Regions from separate parts of the Mus musculus genome. Here regions 1 and 2 are each linked to region 3. A link is a contact called in public Hi-C data. All regions are on one chromosome and are shown on one strand. Each heading gives the region's core, a stretch centred on a gene start, on an enhancer-like site or on the middle of the called end of the contact. The rest is flanking DNA. Distances are from core to core; before and after follow the strand shown.

What was found. Hi-C and Micro-C count contacts between places; a contact is called where the count stands out from the background.
Region 1: a Hi-C map of bone marrow-derived macrophages shows a contact between it and region 3, with 16 read pairs. The contact joins two enhancer-like sites. A contact is called at or near these places in 1 of 484 Hi-C or Micro-C datasets (bone marrow-derived macrophages), 2 of 115 datasets of contacts at active chromatin or transcription factors (bone marrow-derived macrophages and pancreatic cancer cells) and 2 of 9 other capture datasets (adipose tissue and macrophages).
Region 2: a Hi-C map of bone marrow-derived macrophages shows a contact between it and region 3, with 26 read pairs. The contact joins the promoter of Prkar1b here to the enhancer-like site in region 3. A contact is called at or near these places in 2 of 39 promoter capture datasets (embryonic stem cells and neural stem cells), 1 of 484 Hi-C or Micro-C datasets (bone marrow-derived macrophages), 11 of 115 datasets of contacts at active chromatin or transcription factors (bone marrow-derived macrophages, craniofacial prominence, embryonic basal ganglia and 7 more) and 5 of 9 other capture datasets (adipose tissue, embryonic stem cells, liver and 2 more).

Annotation. Positions count from the first base shown.
Region 1 is chr5:139,219,348-139,222,047 of GRCm38.p6, reverse strand. All of the region lies in intron 2 of Sun1 (Sad1 and UNC84 domain containing 1), which reads right to left. Among named protein-coding and RNA genes, the nearest start is that of Sun1, 20 kb to the right of the region's middle. Within about 2 kb of position 1,322, at least 24 of the 459 cell types and tissues checked have an H3K27ac peak or open chromatin away from gene starts, as enhancers often do. A contact at or near this core is called in bone marrow-derived macrophages, where this site is marked.
Region 2 is chr5:139,128,442-139,131,141 of GRCm38.p6, reverse strand. It overlaps Prkar1b (protein kinase, cAMP dependent regulatory, type I beta), which reads left to right and starts at 1,390. Exons shown (of 11, transcript NM_008923.3): 1 at 1,390-1,498.
Region 3 is chr5:138,826,690-138,829,389 of GRCm38.p6, reverse strand. No RefSeq gene overlaps it. Among named protein-coding and RNA genes, the nearest start is that of Gm30206, 2.8 kb to the right of the region's middle. Within about 2 kb of position 1,334, at least 16 of the 459 cell types and tissues checked have an H3K27ac peak or open chromatin away from gene starts, as enhancers often do. A contact at or near this core is called in bone marrow-derived macrophages, where this site is marked.

The DNA of each region.
Region 1 (2,700 bases), core at 73-2,572, 390 kb before region 3:
GAAAACAGAAACTGTTCCACTCACACTGCTTACTATGGGCTGGATATGAAATGACGCCACAGGGTATGTGGATAAAGGCTTCATCTCTAGCTGCAGGAGCTGATCTGAAGCATTCTGGAAACAATAGGTAGGGCCTGAGACTGTGCCTTTCAAAGTTATGCTTGGTCTCCAATTATTTCCATGTTCTCTGTCCTGGTTCATCAATGAGGTAAGCAACTCAGCTCGATTATACATCCCATGGTCCAGAATCAACAGCCAAGGACCACAGCCTGAGACCCGCAAAACTGTGAGTCCAATTACACCTTCCCCAAAGGCTTCTGACCCGTATTTTTCCACTGATGAGAAGGTTGACACACTGTGAAAGAAACTCACATAAGTCTCTACATAACACATAAGCTCAGAAGTATCTAGAAGGTTCTCACACGTTCTCTGTGTGCTGGGCAATGAAGAATTCGAAATCTTGATAGCACAGCAGCGTCTGGGACAGAGATACAAAAGGAAAGGGAAGAAAGAGGGGACCAGCTCCCCTACTGACCTCCAAATGAAGAACCGGACTTGACAGTTTCCAGGTCTCTACTGTTTATCTGCTGTATCCCCAGTTCTGTAGGGACTGTAGTTTAGTGTGTCACCAGCTACCCAGGTTGTCCAGGCTATAACCTATTACCCCTAAGCATGGTTTCCATTCATAAGGACACCTAGAGCCGGATGCAGGAGGGACCCTGCATCCCACTCCAGGCAGCATAAACCCCTGAATCCTGAAGCATTTTTAGTAGCTGTGTTTACAGGCTCCATCCAGGACAGGAAGAACAAAGTGGCAGATGAAGACACAGACGCTAGTTATAAGTCTCAAAGACTATCCTGAGAAAAAAAGTAACAGCTCTTATAGACCCACTCTCCAAGAACTTAGTTATTAGAAAAAAAATTAAATTTTACATTGAGCAGGGGTGGGGCTGGCAGAATTTTATGTGCAGGTCAGAGGACAACTTTGAACAACAATTCTCTCTTCCCATCATTTGTTTCCCAGGGATAGGAGTCAATTCATTGGACTTGGTAGTTATATGTGATTTAACCCATTAAGCCTGTGGAATCCATAGACCCTCGAATTCACTTTGTAGCCTAGGCAAGTCTCTAACCTACTGTCTCTGCTCTATTGAGTGGCAGCTGCTGTCACAGACACACACACATATACACACATAGAGTTCCTCAAAGAGGGAAGCCTGACACACACCCTTCCTTCCTTCCTTCCTGCCGTAGCAACTAGCGTCCTGAAGCCATGTCCTGTGCCCTATACTGGGTCCCTCCCAGCCTCCAGGGACCCTTTCTTATTAGTCACTTCTTTCAATCTCCACACCTTAGGTTCTCCTGTGGGTCCTACCACAGCATCCAGACTCATATCAGGGCCCTGACGTGAAAAGTAACAAATATACTTAGCCACATGGTGCCCCAGTCCAGCAGAGCAGCTCACCCCCGAGGCCCTGGCTTCAAGCAGCTGACTCAGTGTTCAGTCCCACCACTGGGCTTTCTATGTATTTGGCCTGCTACAGCCTCCTGGCTCCTAGGCACACTGAGGCTGGCTAACTGCAGTCACCTCACCCCCTGTAGGCAGCCTCCCTCCCTCCCTCCTCCCAGAGAGAAAGTAGGACTGTCTACAGAGCATACAGTTCAAGACCAGAGGGCTTCTGGGAGAGGTTTCCTCTCTGAGGGAGGCAAAGGCAGCTGCTGTGACCCTTGTGAGCAGCTGACTGGGCTGACAACAGGTGGGTCCAAGAACAACACAAGCCACCTCAATCCTCCAAGAGGAGCCTCGAGTCTTCTCTAGACAATGACACAAGACTCTATCATAGCACTGGGCATGGAGCCATGCCAGGCTAGCAACACATAACTGAACTTCAGCACAGCCTCGTAAGATCCTCTCAACAAATAAAGTCAGCAGCTGCAGAGATAAATCCGTTAGTAAAGTGCTTGGAATACAAGCGGCAGTTTAATCCCCAGCACCCACAAAAAGTAAGAATGGGTAGCCTGTGAGTGTAACCCCAGTACCAGGCAGATCCCTACCAGCCAGCCTACCTCAGTCAATGAGTCTCAGGTTAGGATCCTGTCTCAAAAATAAGGTAGAGCCAGGCATGATGGCGCACACCTTTAATCCCAGCACTTGGGAGGCAGAGGCAGGCAGATTTCTGAGTTCGAGGCCAGCTTGGTTTACAAAGTGAGTTCCAGGACAGCCAGGGCTACTCTCTATAAGCCAGGCTGGTGTGTGTGTGTGTGTGTGTGTGTGTGTGTGTGTGTGTGTGTGTGTGTGTGCATGTATGTATATATGTATGTATGTATGTATGTATGTATGTATGTATTTAGAGATAGGGTCTGAATTACCCTGGAACTCTCTGTACTGGCTAGTTTTGTGTCAACTTGACACAGCTGGAGTTATCACAGAGAAAGGAGCTTCAGTTGAGGAAATGCCTCCATGAGATCCAACTGTAAGGCATTTTCTCAATTAGTGATCAAGGGGGAAAGGCCCCTTGTGGGTGGGACCATCTCAGGGCTGGTAGTCTTAGCTCTATAAGAGAGCAGGCTGAGCAAGCCAGGTGAAGCAAGCCAGTAAAGAACATCCCTCCATGGCCTCTGCATCAGCTCCTGCTCCCTGACCTGCTTGAGTTCCAGTCCTGACTTCCTTTGGTGATGAACAGCAGCATGGAAGTGTAA
Region 2 (2,700 bases), core at 141-2,640, 300 kb before region 3:
TCTTCTTCTTCTTCTTCTTCTTCTTTTTCTTCTTCTTCTTCTTCTTCTTCTTCTTCTTCTTCTTCTTCTTCTTCTTCTTCTTCTTCTTCTTCTTTTTTGGTTTTTTGAAACAGGGTTTCTCTGTATAGCCCTGGCTGTCCTGGAACTCACTCTGTAGACCAGGCTGACCTTGAACTCAGAAATATGCCTGCCTCTGCCTCCCAAGTGCTGGGATTAAAGGCATGCACCACCATGCCCGGCTGAGCAGTGTCTTTTTTTTATTTTATTTTATTATTTTTGTTTATTTTATCATATACTTGTTTTGTTTTATTATTAATTTCATTCTAGATTTGATTTTATTCGAGACAGAACCTCATGTAGCCTAGGCTGGCCTCAAACTTGCTATTGTAGGCAAACATACAATACAGACAATGCGCTGCTCCTGTTGCTACACCCCACGTGCTGGGATCACTGGTGTGTGCTGCCATGTTGGTGCATTGCTGGTGATGGGACCCTGAGCTCCTGCATGCTAGGCAAGCACGATATCAACTGAGCCCTGTTCCAAAGCAGCAAGTCCTTTTACAGCAGTTTTCCTTCACATTGGCAGGAAGAGGTGTGGGCCACCGCCAGCCCTGCCTGCTGAGAGCACAGGCCAGGTTGGTGGCCATGTGGAGACATGTGTGTCAGGAGGAGGAGGGCTGGTGAATGTGGCAAGAGGTATCAGGCAGCTGGGCAATGGGGTACCCCTGAACGATAGGGAATGTGGGCAGGTGAGTGGAGGAACAAATTCAGGGAGCTGGTCAGTGTAGATAGACGAGTGGGGAGCTGGTGAATGGAAGAACAGATTGGGGAACAGGGTGTGAGCACAGGTGAGTCAGGACAGGTGAGTGGGGGGAATACGTGGTGGACTGGAGAATATAGACAGGCCAGAAGATTGGAGATGTCTTCTCCAGCACCTTTGAGTCTCATCCTTCCTCCTGCAGCTCAGATCACTGGGAGAAGATGGACTCTGTTTCCACAGGAGCAGATGGCGCAGGACAGGATGCGTGCGTGGTGGCTAATTTTTGCTACAGGCCTCGGCTTTAGAGTGGGCAGGCACTGAATGAGACTCAGAATGACAGCTCAGACAGAGCACGGTGCCACTGTGCCCTGAGCAGAGAGAGCATCTAGGCCCGGAAGGAGCGGCGCCAGCCAGGTCGGGCTAGCTTAGGAAGAGAGGAATGGGGTGGTAGGAGGTCCGGGTGGCAGGACCTGTGTGTGTGCGGGGACGCGGGGCCTGCGCGACAGAGCTCTGGTGTGTCCCTGGCATTCAGAGACAGCTGTGGGGCGGTCCCTGGGGAGGACAGCGGTCGGTGGGCGACCCGCGCGGGCGCGGTGCGCGGGGCCTGGCGGCCGGCGGCGACGCGCAGCGGGGGCGGGCGGAGGGCGGCGCCGCTGCAGTGCGGGGACCCGCTCGCCGTCCCCGCGTCCCCGCGTCCTCGCGCAGCCTCCTCCGGCCTCGGGCACCGCGCATCTACAGGTACGCAGGCTGGGGTGGGGTCTGTGTAGGGACCCGGCCCTATCTGGAGCTGGGTGTCAGCGGGAACTGGGGTGGGGTGGGGGACTCACGGGGACACGAGGGATTTGGGGAGGGGCGCAATCAGCCCCGCGGGGCTACGCGGGTGGAGGCGGGGGTGGGGTGGGGGGAGAACTGTTGGCGTCCAAGGTGGTACCAGGCCTTTGTAAAAGCTCTCAGGACAGGGTTGGGTTGGTCCCCTGTACCCACCAGGGTCTGGAGGCGCCTTGCACTCACCACCATCTGGGGGCGTCCCCAACTCTCCTCTGGTGGGCCCAGGGTTTGGGGACCGAGTCACGGTATGTGTGTGTGTGTGTGTGATTCCCCATCCTTCTGAGGCTAGGTGTACCTCCTCGTCCTCATCCGCCATGGGGTCCCCTCAACCCCAAGGCCTCTAGGCTGGATGATTCCAATCAGTGTGGGGCGGGGCGATGACCTGGACGTTGTGACTCAACACTGCGCAGGACACTCACTAGAGCCTTCTAGAGCCTTCGGGCCTCTGTTACTGTCTTCCAAGCCCCCCACCCCCACCCCTCAGCTCACTTCCATTGTTTTCTTTACCCTCTTTGCCTTTCTCATGAAACAAGCCACCCCAATCCTTTGACAGCACCCCCCTCGCGCCCCACCCACCCGCGCTGGGGCCTTAGATCGTGACAACATCAACCTTAAAAGGGGGGAGAGTGTGGATGAAAAAAAAAATGAAGCATCATGGTTTGCATAGTGGGGGCGCCAAACACCCAACTTATTCCACCTGAAATTTCTCAGAAATGGAGAGAGAACCGTATGCAAATCATACTTGATCTCTTTCATCCCTGAAGGAACCTGTTCCGAAGTAAGGAAGGCGTTTGAGCCTTTGAGTGATGAACTAACTCATCAGAGAAAACCCTTTGACAAACGTGACTTCTGGCGTTATACACACTGGAGTTAATCATTAACAATAAACCTTACATGCTGGGAGGCCCTCTTCCACTGATGTACAGCCCTATGTTATTTTTTTAATTAAATGTTTTGTGTGCATGCGTCTCTCTCTCTCTCTCTCTCTCTCTCTCTCTCTCTCTCTCTCTCTGTGTGTGTGTGTGTGTGTGTGTGTGTGTGTGTGTGTGTGTAGAAGGCCAGTGGTTGGTCTTGGGTGCATTCCTTGACCACTTTCCACCTTATACAGTGAG
Region 3 (2,700 bases), core at 85-2,584:
CTTAGCCTATGTCCCGTGTGACCCAGACCCTAGAGCCAATCACTCACCTGGATCCACAAGTCTCTGAGGCAGGTCTCCATACCTATGGAGGGAGGTGATGAAGCATCCCACTGCTCACTGCTGTTGCTGTTCACTGTCCTGCCTGGGCTGGAAGCTCTGTCCTGCCCTAGGCCACAGAGGCCTGGGCTGAGAAGGATGTGTTCCCACACTTAAAAGCCACAGGGGTGTTTATGAGGCTGAGCAGAGGAGAAAGGCATTACAACAAGGGATTGCATGTGTGAGGCAGGAGGCGTGACGTGACAGCAGCAGGTCAGAGAGAGCCAGCAGCCTACCCTGGACCAGACGCCATTCCCTCCTGATGGCCTGGCTGCCATCCTTGCTCTTCCATATGTTTTTCAAACATGCTGGGCCTCTGGTCTGTGATCAAATGTGTTACATGTGTGTGTATGTGTGTGTACGTACACGTGACTGCAGGTGTGTGATGTGCATGTCTGCGCTGTGTATGTATAGGTGTATGCTGTAACACTTCCTGCCTCACAGATGCAATCCCTTGTTGTAATGCCTTCCTTCTCTGCTGGCTTCATAAACACCCCTGTGGCTTTTAAGTGCAGGGACACAGCCTTCTGAGGCCAGGTCTCTGTGGCCTAGGGCAGGACAGAGCATCGCTGTGTGTTTTTGTGTGCACATGTATACACTTCCACTTGTGTGTGTCCAAGCATGTGAATCTGTGTGCTTGTATCAGTGCCTGGATCTGCACCCTGTGTGCTGGTGTTGAGGACGTATACCCACTCGGCCTGCCCTTGCACTTCTGCTGGACATGCAGGTCCCCCGGCCAGCTGAGTCTACCTGCACTCAGGCATTACAGGGGCATGGTGAGAGCTTCCGTACCCAGGAAATGCTGGCTGGGGACAAGTGGAATTGGTGGCCTGGGTGGGAGAAAGCATAAATCTCTTCTACTTGGATGCAGCTAGACTGGGAACGTGGAGGCCTGACTGATCTCCATACGCCTCAGCTTCACCTGTCTGAAGAGAACATTCACTCAGGTTGCTAGGTAAGGCCACTCTCCTGGTAAACCCCACATGAAGGGTCCAATCTTCCCCTGGCTGATGCTGCCTGCAGACTGGCTTTTGTTGTTTCAGGGACCTTCCAGAGAGGCAAAGGCTAGCAAGGCCTTCTGGGTCCCTTGCTGGACTCTTAGGTTCCTGCAGTGATCCCAGTGCCCCGTGCCCAGCCTTTCTTCCAGTGGCTTAGCCATCCCTTGATTTGTACAGAGTCCCAGCTGCTGTCCCTGCCTCCCAAGTTCAGAGGTCACCCTGGTCAGGAAAGAGCTGTCTTGCTCATCTAACTTCCTGTCTGGGGAGCAAAGCTACCCAGTTCCTTCCAGCCACGACCAACCACATCTACATTCGAGGTTAATAAGAGGTGGAGGCCCTGGGGGGCACTGCAGCAGATGTGCTCTGGAGGGCAGAGTAGTTCTCAGTGGGGGTCCTCTCACCAGTTCAGGGATTGCAAGAGGTCCAGGAGGATGGAATATGTGGCCTCCAAAACAGTCACATATCCCTTGCTCCTTGAATTCCACTGACACTTACAAAGAAAGTCTGGGAGTTGGGGACTCAGATCAATGTCACAATACTTGCCTAGCAGGTGTAAGGCTCTGGATTCTATTCTGAGTGCAGATTGGGGTAGGAAGACACAGAAAGAGCCTGAAGTTGGGCGTGGTGGTGCACACCTGTACTGTGAGCATCTGGGAGGCAGAGGCAGGATGGTCCCCGGTTCAAGACTACCTCTGTCTCAAAAGAAAATGTAAACCCAACTGTGATATCAACGCTCTGGAGGCAGAGACAGAATTATTTCAAGTGAGAGGCCAGCCTGGACTACATCGAGAGGTCCAGTGACAGAGCCCGGGATGTGGCAGGTCCCCAAGCTGGGTGAAGATGGGGATGGCTGCATCACCCTTAGCTGAGGGCTCTTCTTTGTCACCTGGATTCTACACAGAGCACAGGGCCAAGCCGAATAAAGTCCTGACATTCTCATTTAATTTCCTCTTGAGAAATGGCAGCACCATGTGACCTCTCTCTGTGTTTATTATAAATCTAATACCCCGTGTTTCAGTTCAGTGAACGCACATCTTATTTGGAACCTGGGTTTGAAGTCGCCTAAAGCTGGCCGGAATGTAATTGTACTGGTGCATACAAGAGCCTGTTAATTTCTGTTGGGCCTCACAAGCTCTGCACTGGTTTGGGGACTGTCCCTCCTGCACAGTGGGACAGCGTGAGGACCAGGCACTTTTTGCCCAGGATGTGACTGGCATTTTGTGCACTATGAAAATGAAAACGTAATTTTGAAACTGTTCACAGATTGTTTGTTTGTTTGTTTGGACAACAACAAAAAATCATATTACAAGCCATTAGGCCAAGCCCTTTTCTCCCCTCCCCTCCCCTCCCCTCCCCTCCCCTCCCCTCCCCTCCCCTCCCCTCCCCTCCCCTCCCCTCCCCTCCCCTCCTCTCCCCCCTCCCCTCCCCTGTCCTCCCCTGTCCTCCCCTCCCCTCCCCTCCCCTGTCCTCCCCTCCCCTGTCCTCCCCTCCCCTGTCCTCCCCTCCCCTCCCCTGTCCTCCCCTCTCCTTCCCTCCCCTTCCCTGTCCTCCCCTCTCCTTCCCTCCATTTTCTCCCCTCCCCTCCTTTTCCTCCCTCCCTCCCTCC